2 separate regions of the Ovis aries genome follow, and region 1 is linked to region 2. Evidence: chromatin contacts called from public Hi-C data. All regions are on one chromosome and are shown on one strand. The core of a region is the stretch at or near the end of the contact, and the rest is flanking DNA. Distances in the headings are between cores, read along the strand shown.

Region 1 (4,628 bases), core at 1,117-3,616, 110 kb after region 2:
GGAAGTCCCACCAATTTAAATGTTAATCTCATTTTAAAAGCACACTTGCACAGAGACATCCAGAGTAAAGTTTGACAAACTAGCGGGGTATTGTGCCCCAGGCAAGTTGGCACATAAAATTAATCACTGCAAACCGAAAATGCATGGCTGAGGTTACTAGTCTGTGGAAGGACTCTCTTGGCTGTGAAAGGCTTGGGAACATGAGAGTAGGCTCTGATGACCTCCAGGTGACCTTGTGTTTAACCTTTCACAGGGTAGGAGATAGGAGCACATTTCCTTCATCTGTCTTTTAAATGTCCCAGTTCATGTTCTTTCCTCTTGATTTAGGATGGTAACAGAAACCTGAGTTTGCTCAGTAAGTTGTCCATAAAGCTTCCATCTCTTTCCTGAGCTTGAAGGTACAGTGCTAATGAGATATTTGGAACTGATTTTCTCTGCCAATATAACACATGGCCACCACTGAACAATAATTTTATGCTTATGTCCACCCCAACTGTGAACAATGTGGTCAGTGTTGTGAATTCATGAATAGAAGCCCTGGCACTATTACTGCCCATTGCTTAGCTCCCAGGCATGGGGAAAATGAGCCCTTCTTTGGGGCAGACATAGTGGAACAGTCTTAGCAATTCTACTCACAGGGGTGAGGGTGGAAATGTCGTCAATAGATGGCAACACAATATGAACTGCTCTGGGGGGCTCTCATGACCTTATAATTCCTGAAACAAAGCTTAGAATAACTCTCCAGTGTTGCCTGAGGGCCCTGGGGAGCAGCGTAGACAGTTTCATAGGGGCAGGTTCCTGGCCAATCAAAAAGTCTCCTGAGAAGGGTAAAAGCTGCATGTGAGAGATGCTGACATAGTAAACAACCGATCACTTCAAGAGCCAGTCATGTGGCTCGGAGAACAGCATCAAGCTGATGGTTTCACCAAATGGTCATTTCAGTAACCACGGAGTTGGCTCTGAGCTGGGTCTTTCAGCCTGAAATTCACCGGGCAGTGAGAGACCCACCAACCTCTCCCACCAACCCTTCCATCAAAGCCTACCCAAGAGGCTTGGTCTGGCCACTGGGAAGCCCTCCTTTAAGGCTGGTGTGGAGGGCAGACCTGCCCCCTGTATTGATGGACAGTCCCATTTGATCGGGCATTCATGGGGCAGGGTTATATTTCAAGAATGACAGGGTGACCCTGGGACCAGGAGATGGGGGTTACAACATGCTCTGAAAATCAGAGGATGTACAGCACACCCCTCATGCCCACCTGCCATTGTTGTCCTCTTTAAACCAGCATTCACCGTATTGGAGTGCTACCCTCTGAAGGCTGCTTTTTCACATGGAGAAAGGTGTCTGCCCCCTACACACAGCCAGGCCAAAGGCCCCATGCTTGCTTTGTAAATATTAACACAAGTTACAATTAGTCCACTAATTCCTTGATTATGAACATTAATTAGACAAACTGACTCCTGAGATCTGCCAAACAAAAGAAGGGGTTCAGGTATTTTCGGTCATGAAAAAGAACAGACTTAGCATATGGTCCAGAGAAGGACACAGGCCTTCAGGTTAGTGCCTTGATTACAGGAAAATGTTATATCAATCATGAAATAAAATTGCTTATTTGCTCTTGGGAAATAGCATGGTTTAAAGAATTGATCCAGATCTATCTGGATGGGTTCTGTTCTGTTTGAATTTGAGCTTTTGATTCTGTTCAATTCCATGAATTGAATTGTTGGATAGCTGTTATTTGGAAAGAAAAAAAAAAGAAAAGACAATGTGCTCTCCTTCCTTAAGGAGCTGATAGAATTATAAGAGGTAGTGGACCACAGAGGATGAGTTAGTTGGGTGGCATCACCGACTCAATATATGAGTTTGTGCAAACTCCGGGAGATGGTGAAGAACAGGGAAGCCTGGCGTTCTACAGTGCATGCGGTCACAGAGTCGGACATGACTTAGAGACTGAACTACAACAACGTGTTATGCGTGTGTGCTCACTCAGTCGTGTTCGACTCTTTGTGACCCCATGGACTGTAGCCCACCAAGCTCCTCTGTCCATGGGATTCTCCAGGCAAGAATACTGGGGTGGGTTGCTATTTCCTCCTCCATGGGATCTTCCCGACCCAAGGATCAAACAAGCGTCTCCTGAGGCTCTTGCATTGGCATGCAGATTCTTTATAACTGAGCCCCCTGGGAAGCCCAGTTGCTGTTACAGAAGTCATTAAGAGAAAGAGAGAGGGAGAGAAAGAGGAACATAGAGCTGAGTGATGCTTCATTGGAGAGACGAGTCTTGAACTGGTCACTTGGAAAACAGTTAGGACTTGGCTGGAGGAAAAGCATGTGCGAGACACTCTGGACTTAGCAAATGCTGCAATAGCCAAAGTGCGGAGGGAGATGAACAGGCCCGTGTGGGAAAGGAAGGCTGGGACTCAGGCCAGCATATCCAGAGTTGCACAAGAATTTTATGGAGAGGCAGTAACGCTGAATGTTAAAAGCGGCATCGACACAAGAATCCATAGTGATATAAACAAATGATCAAATAAATGAATAAATGCAGAAGAGACAAATCTTCCTTATAGGAGTTAAAACAACATAGGTTAATATTCCCACCTCCAGGAGCGGGGAACTTAAGGGAACTTAACCTACTCCTGCTCCTACCCCATGTGTGGGGCAGACTTAGAGACTTCCTTCCAGAGGACAGATGTAGAAAGAGGAAGTATTTGCCTCCCACCATGGGGATATCTAGCAAATGCCATCTTTTTTTTTTTTTTTAACTTAATTTAGCCACATTTTTGTTAGTTGCAGTATGTGGGCTTAGGTGTTCTGCAACATGTGGGCTCCTAGCTCCCTGATCAGGGATCAAATCAGCGTCCCCTACATTGCAAGGCAGATTCTTAACCACTGGATCACCAGGGAAGTCCTTGGAAAATACCACTTTAATCAGGTTGTTAGGGTTGCTATCACTGGTGCTGTGGATGTCATGTACCCCCTTCTATGAGCCAGGGTTCTCCAGAGAAAAAGAACCAATTGGATACAGAGAGAGAGAGAGAGAAGATGAAGTCTATTACAGAAACTGGCTCACGTGGTTATGAAGGCGAGCAATCCCAGTTTGCAGTCTGCAAGCAAGCTGGAGAATGGGGAAAGCTGGGGGTGTAATTCAGTGTAATTCAGTCTGAGTCTGAAGGCCTGAGAACTGGGAGGCAGATGGTGTGAGTCCCAGTCTGATCCCCAAAACTCAAGACCCAGGTGCGCTGACGCCAAAGAACAGGAGAAGATGGACGTCACAGCTCAGGCAAAATGCAAATGCAGCCCCCCTTCACCTTTGTGTTCCATTTGAGCCCTCACCTGGGGGGCCACCTGTGTTGGCGAGGGCCAACTTGTTTTACTCACTGATTCAAACACTTATCTCATCTGGAAATACCCAGAAATAATGTTTTATCAGCTCTCTGAGCATCACTGAGCCAAGCCAAGTTGAAGCAGACAAGTAGCCAAGGAATGCCACAGGTTGCCAGCAAACCAGCAGAAGCTAGAGGAGAGGCATGGGGCAGAATTTTCCCTCCTTCTCTCAGGAGGAACAACCCTGCTGGTACCCTGATCTCAGACTTGCAGCTTCCAGAACCATAAGACCAGAGCATCCAGTTTGTGATGCTTTGAAACGACAGCTCTGGCAAACCAGTACATCGAGAAAGCAAAGCAGCTGCACTTGTCCACGTGAAGCAGTAACTGGCCTAAATCTGCAAGACCGAAGCATCCAAAGAGAGGCCTGCTGCCAGCAAGCTCTGCAGTGAAGCCCCAGCGGCAGCGCCGAGAGGGCGCAGCGCCCCGTCCTCAGTAGGAGCCCCGCAGAGAAACCCGGAGTGGCGACAGGGCGGTGTGTCCGGGGAGCCTTCCTTCTGTCCTGTCTCTGAGTGCTTCACGCCTTTGCTCTCTGGGACCTGTGCTGCCTGTAACTACAGCCTCTGTCTGCTTTGGGCTATTTGTCTCTCCGGAAAAAACTGGGAAGAAAAAAGATAGCTAAGTTATGAAAGAAAGAAAGTTTGGGTCTATAAACCTGACTTGTCTGATCTTACCATGAATTAGCGGAGAGTTGACAATATCAACTGGGAGTCCTTCTGCGTTTTTCCTGGAGGCAATGGGGCCACATTTGTTGGGTAGACCGCTCAAGCGCTGTCTGTGGAAGCCCTATTCCGCCTCTCCCTCAATGAACCCCTGCAGACGTCTCTCAGCTCTTTCCTCTGGGTCTCTCAGGTATCCAGTCATAGGCACTGCTGGTGCCAAAGCCTTCTAGAAAAAATCCAGCCAGACAAAGAGTCTTGGTCTATCTGGGCTGCTGTCACAGAACATCACCACCGAGGCAGCTTACCAAGGACAGGGGCTGGGCGTCTGAGGTCAGCGAGCCAGCACGGTTGAGCTCTGGTGAGAAGCTTCCAGGTGGCAGACTGCTGCCTTCTCACTGTCCTCACATGGTAGAAGGGCTGAGATAGTGGCCTGGGGTCCCTTTCATAAGGGCACTAATCCCACTCACGAGGGCTCCACCCTCATGATGTAATCGCCTCCCAAAGCCCCACTGGCTGATACAATCACTTTCACGGTTAGGATTTCAACATATGAATTTTCAGGGGACACAAACATTCAGACCATA
Region 2 (4,722 bases), core at 863-3,362:
CCGCCTTTTCTAAAACCAGCTTGAACATCTGGAAGTTCATGGTTCACGTATTGCTGAAGCCTGGCTTGGAGAATTTTGAGCATTACTTTACTAGCATGTGAGATGAGTGCAATTGTGCAGGTTACTAACACAATTCCACAGTGATAAGAGAACAGACTCTGTATGATTTCAATAACTTTTAGACCATGAAGTTTTTGCACCTTAGTTTGTTTGAATTCCTGAATATGTCCCAGTGTCTTTTGATTTATAGTTTATGGGAACTTGAATAAAATTTGTGTCCTGCTGTTGTGTGGAAACTGTATAAATCTTACCATTGAATTGTTTCATAGTGCTTTACAGGTCTAGTATATCCTTCTACTTTTCTGTCTGTTCATTCTGTTAATTTCTGAGAGTTTGATATTGAAACTCCAACTAAAAATCTTAATTAATGTATTTAAAATAATTGTAATGTATAGTGGAACTATTAAAAAACATATTTTTTAAATAGTAATCAGAATTACTGCAATCAAAATATCAGAATATCTGCAGGGCAAAAGAACCAGGCTTGGAAAGTATACTCAGGCAGACTGCATTGCCCAAGTCCGTCTGCAGGCTGGTCTGGGGATGCCTGGGGGTGCCACCATCCCATCCTCTTCTTCCCCCACCCAAAGCAGAGCTGGCTCCTGCTGCCCTGTTGGCAGAGGAGTGGCTGTGTGCCTCTAGACTCACTGGCTTTCACCTTAGAGTTTGATTGGCTGAGTTTAAACCAGGAACTCTAGCTGCAAGGGAGGCTGGCAAGGTGTGCTTTTGCTTTTCAGCTTCTGAAGTGGAAAATGGGCTCCTCTTATGAAAGGGAAGTTCATTCCTATAACCTAGGAAGGTGTCTTCAGATGATAGATGGCCTAGAAAAATGCTCAGAACCTTTGCTAGAGTAATGTGAGACCTCGATACAAAGTTTCTGCTGAAACTCCCCAGGCAGGGTCTTCCTCCACACAGGAGACTCCCAAGCCCTCATTGAGGTTCTTCTAGAAAATATTTTGCATATTTTATATATATGTTATGCTTTGCATAAGAGAGTTGATGTTATACTTCACTCTAATGCTGTGATTATAGCTTCATTATGTGCTTTGAAAGTTCTCACATGATGTTTTAATATAGAGACACAGGAGGGCACTCTAACCAACCAGTAATAAAATCTAAATGGTTTCATAGCCTTGGCAGTTAAAAGATGAGGATTGATCTTGTTGAATCTTTTTTTTTTTTCCAGGTAGGATAACCAGCTTTGCAGGAGTACCTAGCTCTTCTAGGGAATCTCATTTCTGACAGAGGTCCCCAAGACACACCCTCCACACTGTCCATTTAAAGTTCTAGGGGCCATGATTTGAGTAACTCAGAATAGCGAGGGGGATTTTTGACTCACAGGCTGCCTACTGACTCAACCAGGCAAGAGATGGAGATTTGGCACCCAAACATTCCTATTTAGAGGCCAACTGGCTAAATCAAACTAAGAGCAGAAGAGACAGAACTGGTTATCAGAGACTTGCTTCAGAGCTACTCCCTGTTCCTCTGACTCAATTTTCCCATCTGTAGAATAGAGATGATACCTGACTTATGTCTGTAGAGTTTGCCAGTGAAGAAGGGGAGCGCTAAGAAGAGGGGGGAAATATCTGGAAATACCATTTACTCATGACCAGTGAGGTTTACACTGAAAAAATAGAGCAGGCCTGCCTCTTGTTAATGAATTCTAGCACAGGACGGACGAAGCGCGCTTCGGCGCTGGCAACTGCAGTGACAAACGGAACGGGGATAAGTCGGATCAGGACCAGCTGCTCCAGACTGGTTTCCCCACACCGATCTCCCAGGCGGGGGCGCAGACACCGGCGAGGAAGGGACGCCGGGCTGCCCGGGCGGTTTTCCTCTCGGCCGGCAGGAGCTAGACTGGTTCCAGGCCTCCGCGGGGTTGCTGCTGCTGCTGCTAAGTCGCTTCAGTCGTGTCCGACTCCGTGCGACCCCATAGACGGCAGCCCACCAGGCTCCGCCGTCCCTGGGATTCTCCAGTCAAGAGTACTGGAGTGGGGTGCCGTTGCCTTCTCCGCTCCGCGGGGTTACTTGCGGTCAAAGGTGCAGTCTGGCGGGAAGCAGGCGGATGGCGGTGCGCAGGCGGATGGCGGTGCGCAGCCGGCCGCGGCGCTTTCTCTCTCCCGCCTCCTCGGCGCTCCCGAGGGCTGTGGAGGCGCAGCGGCTCCGGAGTCGTGCTGGCCGCCGGCGGCCGAGGGCCCCGGGCTCAGCCCCTGACCCCTGCCCCAGATGCAGGCTCGGGAGGTGGGGTGCGGTCCCGGGGATCCGAGCGCGAACCTGGAGCTGGCACCCGCGGGAGGAGCAGGGCGCGCGCAATGAAGGGAAGAAGAGGAGGGCAAAATGATGACGGAGAGGAAGAAGCTGCCTCATTCCCCTCGATAAGGGGGGCGCCTCCGCCTCGACACTTGGCACTGGTTGCGAGTCTGAGACCCCCAAGCCTGGCTCATTGTTTCCTTAGGGGAGTGTCGCCTGGCGTCCCTCTAGCCCTCCAGCCCCAGGTATGAGAGCGCCTACCACGCGGCAGGCACCGCACCCAGCGCTGTTTGTATTATCCTGTGTGTGTGTGTGTGTGTGTTAGTCGCTCAGTTGTGTCCGACTCTTTGAGACCCCATGGAGTGTAGCCCACCAGACTCCTCCGTCCATGGGATTCTCCTGGCAAGAATACTGGAGAGGGTTGCCATGCCCTTTTTCCAGGGGGTCTTTCCAGACGCAGGGATCGAACCCTGGTCGCCCACATTGCGCCCACCAGGGAAGCTCAGATGGTATTATCCTGGATCTTTTCATTTCTGCCACATCCCTAACCGACAGGAACTGTTACCACCGGTGTACGGGGGAGGAAGGAACGGCTTTGGGGAAGTTGCGTGGCTTGCCCTAAGTTCTGTAGCTAGTGGCGAAGCTAGCACTCCAAGAGGGGTCAGAGCGATTCTGACACCCAGGCTACCGCCCACAGCCTCTTAACTCTGCCCGGTTATTGTCGGATCGCGCCGTCTGCACCTGTCACGGGCCTCGCTAGCAGCAGGAAAGGGAGTAAAGAAGGATCACAGGGTGACCAGGTGTCTTTTCTCCATGCGGACCGTTGGCCCGGGGCGAGGAGAGAGCATTGTGCGCGCGCGCGGATGGCTTTGCGCCTTGGAGAGGGCAACCTTCCTTCTCCAGGGATCGCGATCACAGAGGGAGCAGGGCTATGGGGCAACGACTCCCCTGGAGCTGCAGGGGGTGGCAGAGAATCTAGGGTCGGGAAATGGACACTGAGAAAAAGTAGGGTGGTGAAAGCGCTGCTGCCCCCGGAGCCGGCTGGGGAGGAAACAAGCCTGCGCTTGCTGAGTGTCCACGCGGTGAGTGTGCGGTGCTTTCATTCAAACTTTGGGGAGTCTTTGGTTCTGGCGTCAGCGAAGGTGTGACCAATCAGAGTCCGGGCAAGGGAATAAATTATGCAAATCACCATCTGGCGATGGATCAGATGACTCCCAATACTTAAAAAGTACCTCGCCGGGAGCTCGCTGGGTGACAGTGGCGAGCCCTGGCTTCCTGGGCAGGCGCCCGAGAGGGCCGGTCTGGTTCTGGTTCAAGCCCCTTCACATTCCCCCCACCACCCCGCGGCTGAGTTTAGCCGAGTTTTCATCTTCAGTCTTCTCCACCTTCAGCTGTCTAAGGCCACCGCTCTCTGGTGGAGCGAGGGCTTCCCACTTGGGGTTTTACAGGCTTGGACCGCTGGAAACTTCGAGAGGTGTTTTTTGTCTTGTTTTTTTTTTTTTCAGTCTTTTTAAAAGTCCCAGTTTGGAGAAGGGAGTGCGAGGGGGTGGTAAGGATGAGAAACACCGTTCTTCAGCTCTGCCTGTGGAGCGCCTATTGTTGCTTTGCCACGGGAGACCCCATACCCCTTGGTCCAGAGGGACGGCTGCAAGGTAACTTATTTCACTTATTTCATTACCACCCCCAAAGCTTCTTTTCTGGGCCAGGGCCCTCTGTCTTGCCCTTCTTCCTCGATCCTGCAGCATCCTCCTTGCTTTCCGCCTGCGCTGTCCATTCGCTCCTCCTAATTGGTCTTGCAGTTCACTTGTTCCTCGGCGCTTCTGACCAGGGCATCCCAGAGCCGGCCGGCTGCGGGGTGTGCTCCCCCGCGCTCTGTCCGGCTCCACCCCTTTGCCGTTAATATGCACTCTTATCGATGCTGTCCAGCCAGCAGAGTTGGCTGCCAGCAGCTCTTCAACCTTGCCCTCCTCTTTGAACCTGCGGGTTTTCGAGGCAAGAAGGTTGTTAGAAAGAGCTGTCATCTGGCGCTCTTCTTTTTAATCTCGGCTAGATGCTTTGAAATTTTAGGCGCCAGGGTAGCTGGCTCTGGTTTGAGGAGCGTTTTCCGGGAGGATTTGGTGGGTAATTTGGACAGAGAACCCCAGGCTGCCAGCCTCCTCCTCCTCCTCTCCAGCAGTCTTTCCAGCCTTTACTCCTCCTCTTGCTACCTTTCTTCCTTCCAGCTGCCAGCTTTCCTTTTTCAGTCTCTTCTATTGGAGAAAGCATGCCCTGGAGGAGCAAGGGTAGGGTCACCCCACAGGAGTACCAGGTCAACTGGTTAAGCAGAGGAGAGTGGGGAACCCCTGAGCCATATCCTATTAGCTCATCTTCTACTATCCTGTTGTTCAGTTCAGTTCAGTCGCTCAGTTGTGT

Evidence for each region. Hi-C and Micro-C count contacts between places; a contact is called where the count stands out from the background.
Region 1: a contact with region 2 is called in a Hi-C map of mixed tissues, with 2.8 times the contacts expected there. The contact joins the enhancer-like site here to the promoter of LIPG in region 2. A contact is called at or near these places in 2 of 16 Hi-C or Micro-C datasets (mixed tissues and skin fibroblasts).

Annotation. Positions count from the first base shown.
Region 1 is chr23:49,619,210-49,623,837 of ARS-UI_Ramb_v3.0, forward strand. No RefSeq gene overlaps it. Among named protein-coding and RNA genes, the nearest start is that of LIPG, 110 kb to the left of the region's middle. Within about 2 kb of position 2,367, at least 3 of the 54 cell types and tissues checked have an H3K27ac peak or open chromatin away from gene starts, as enhancers often do.
Region 2 is chr23:49,510,684-49,515,405 of ARS-UI_Ramb_v3.0, forward strand. It overlaps LIPG (lipase G, endothelial type), which reads left to right and starts at 2,113. Exons shown (of 11, transcript XM_012103679.5): 1 at 2,113-2,555; 2 at 3,816-3,962. The coding sequence starts at 3,866.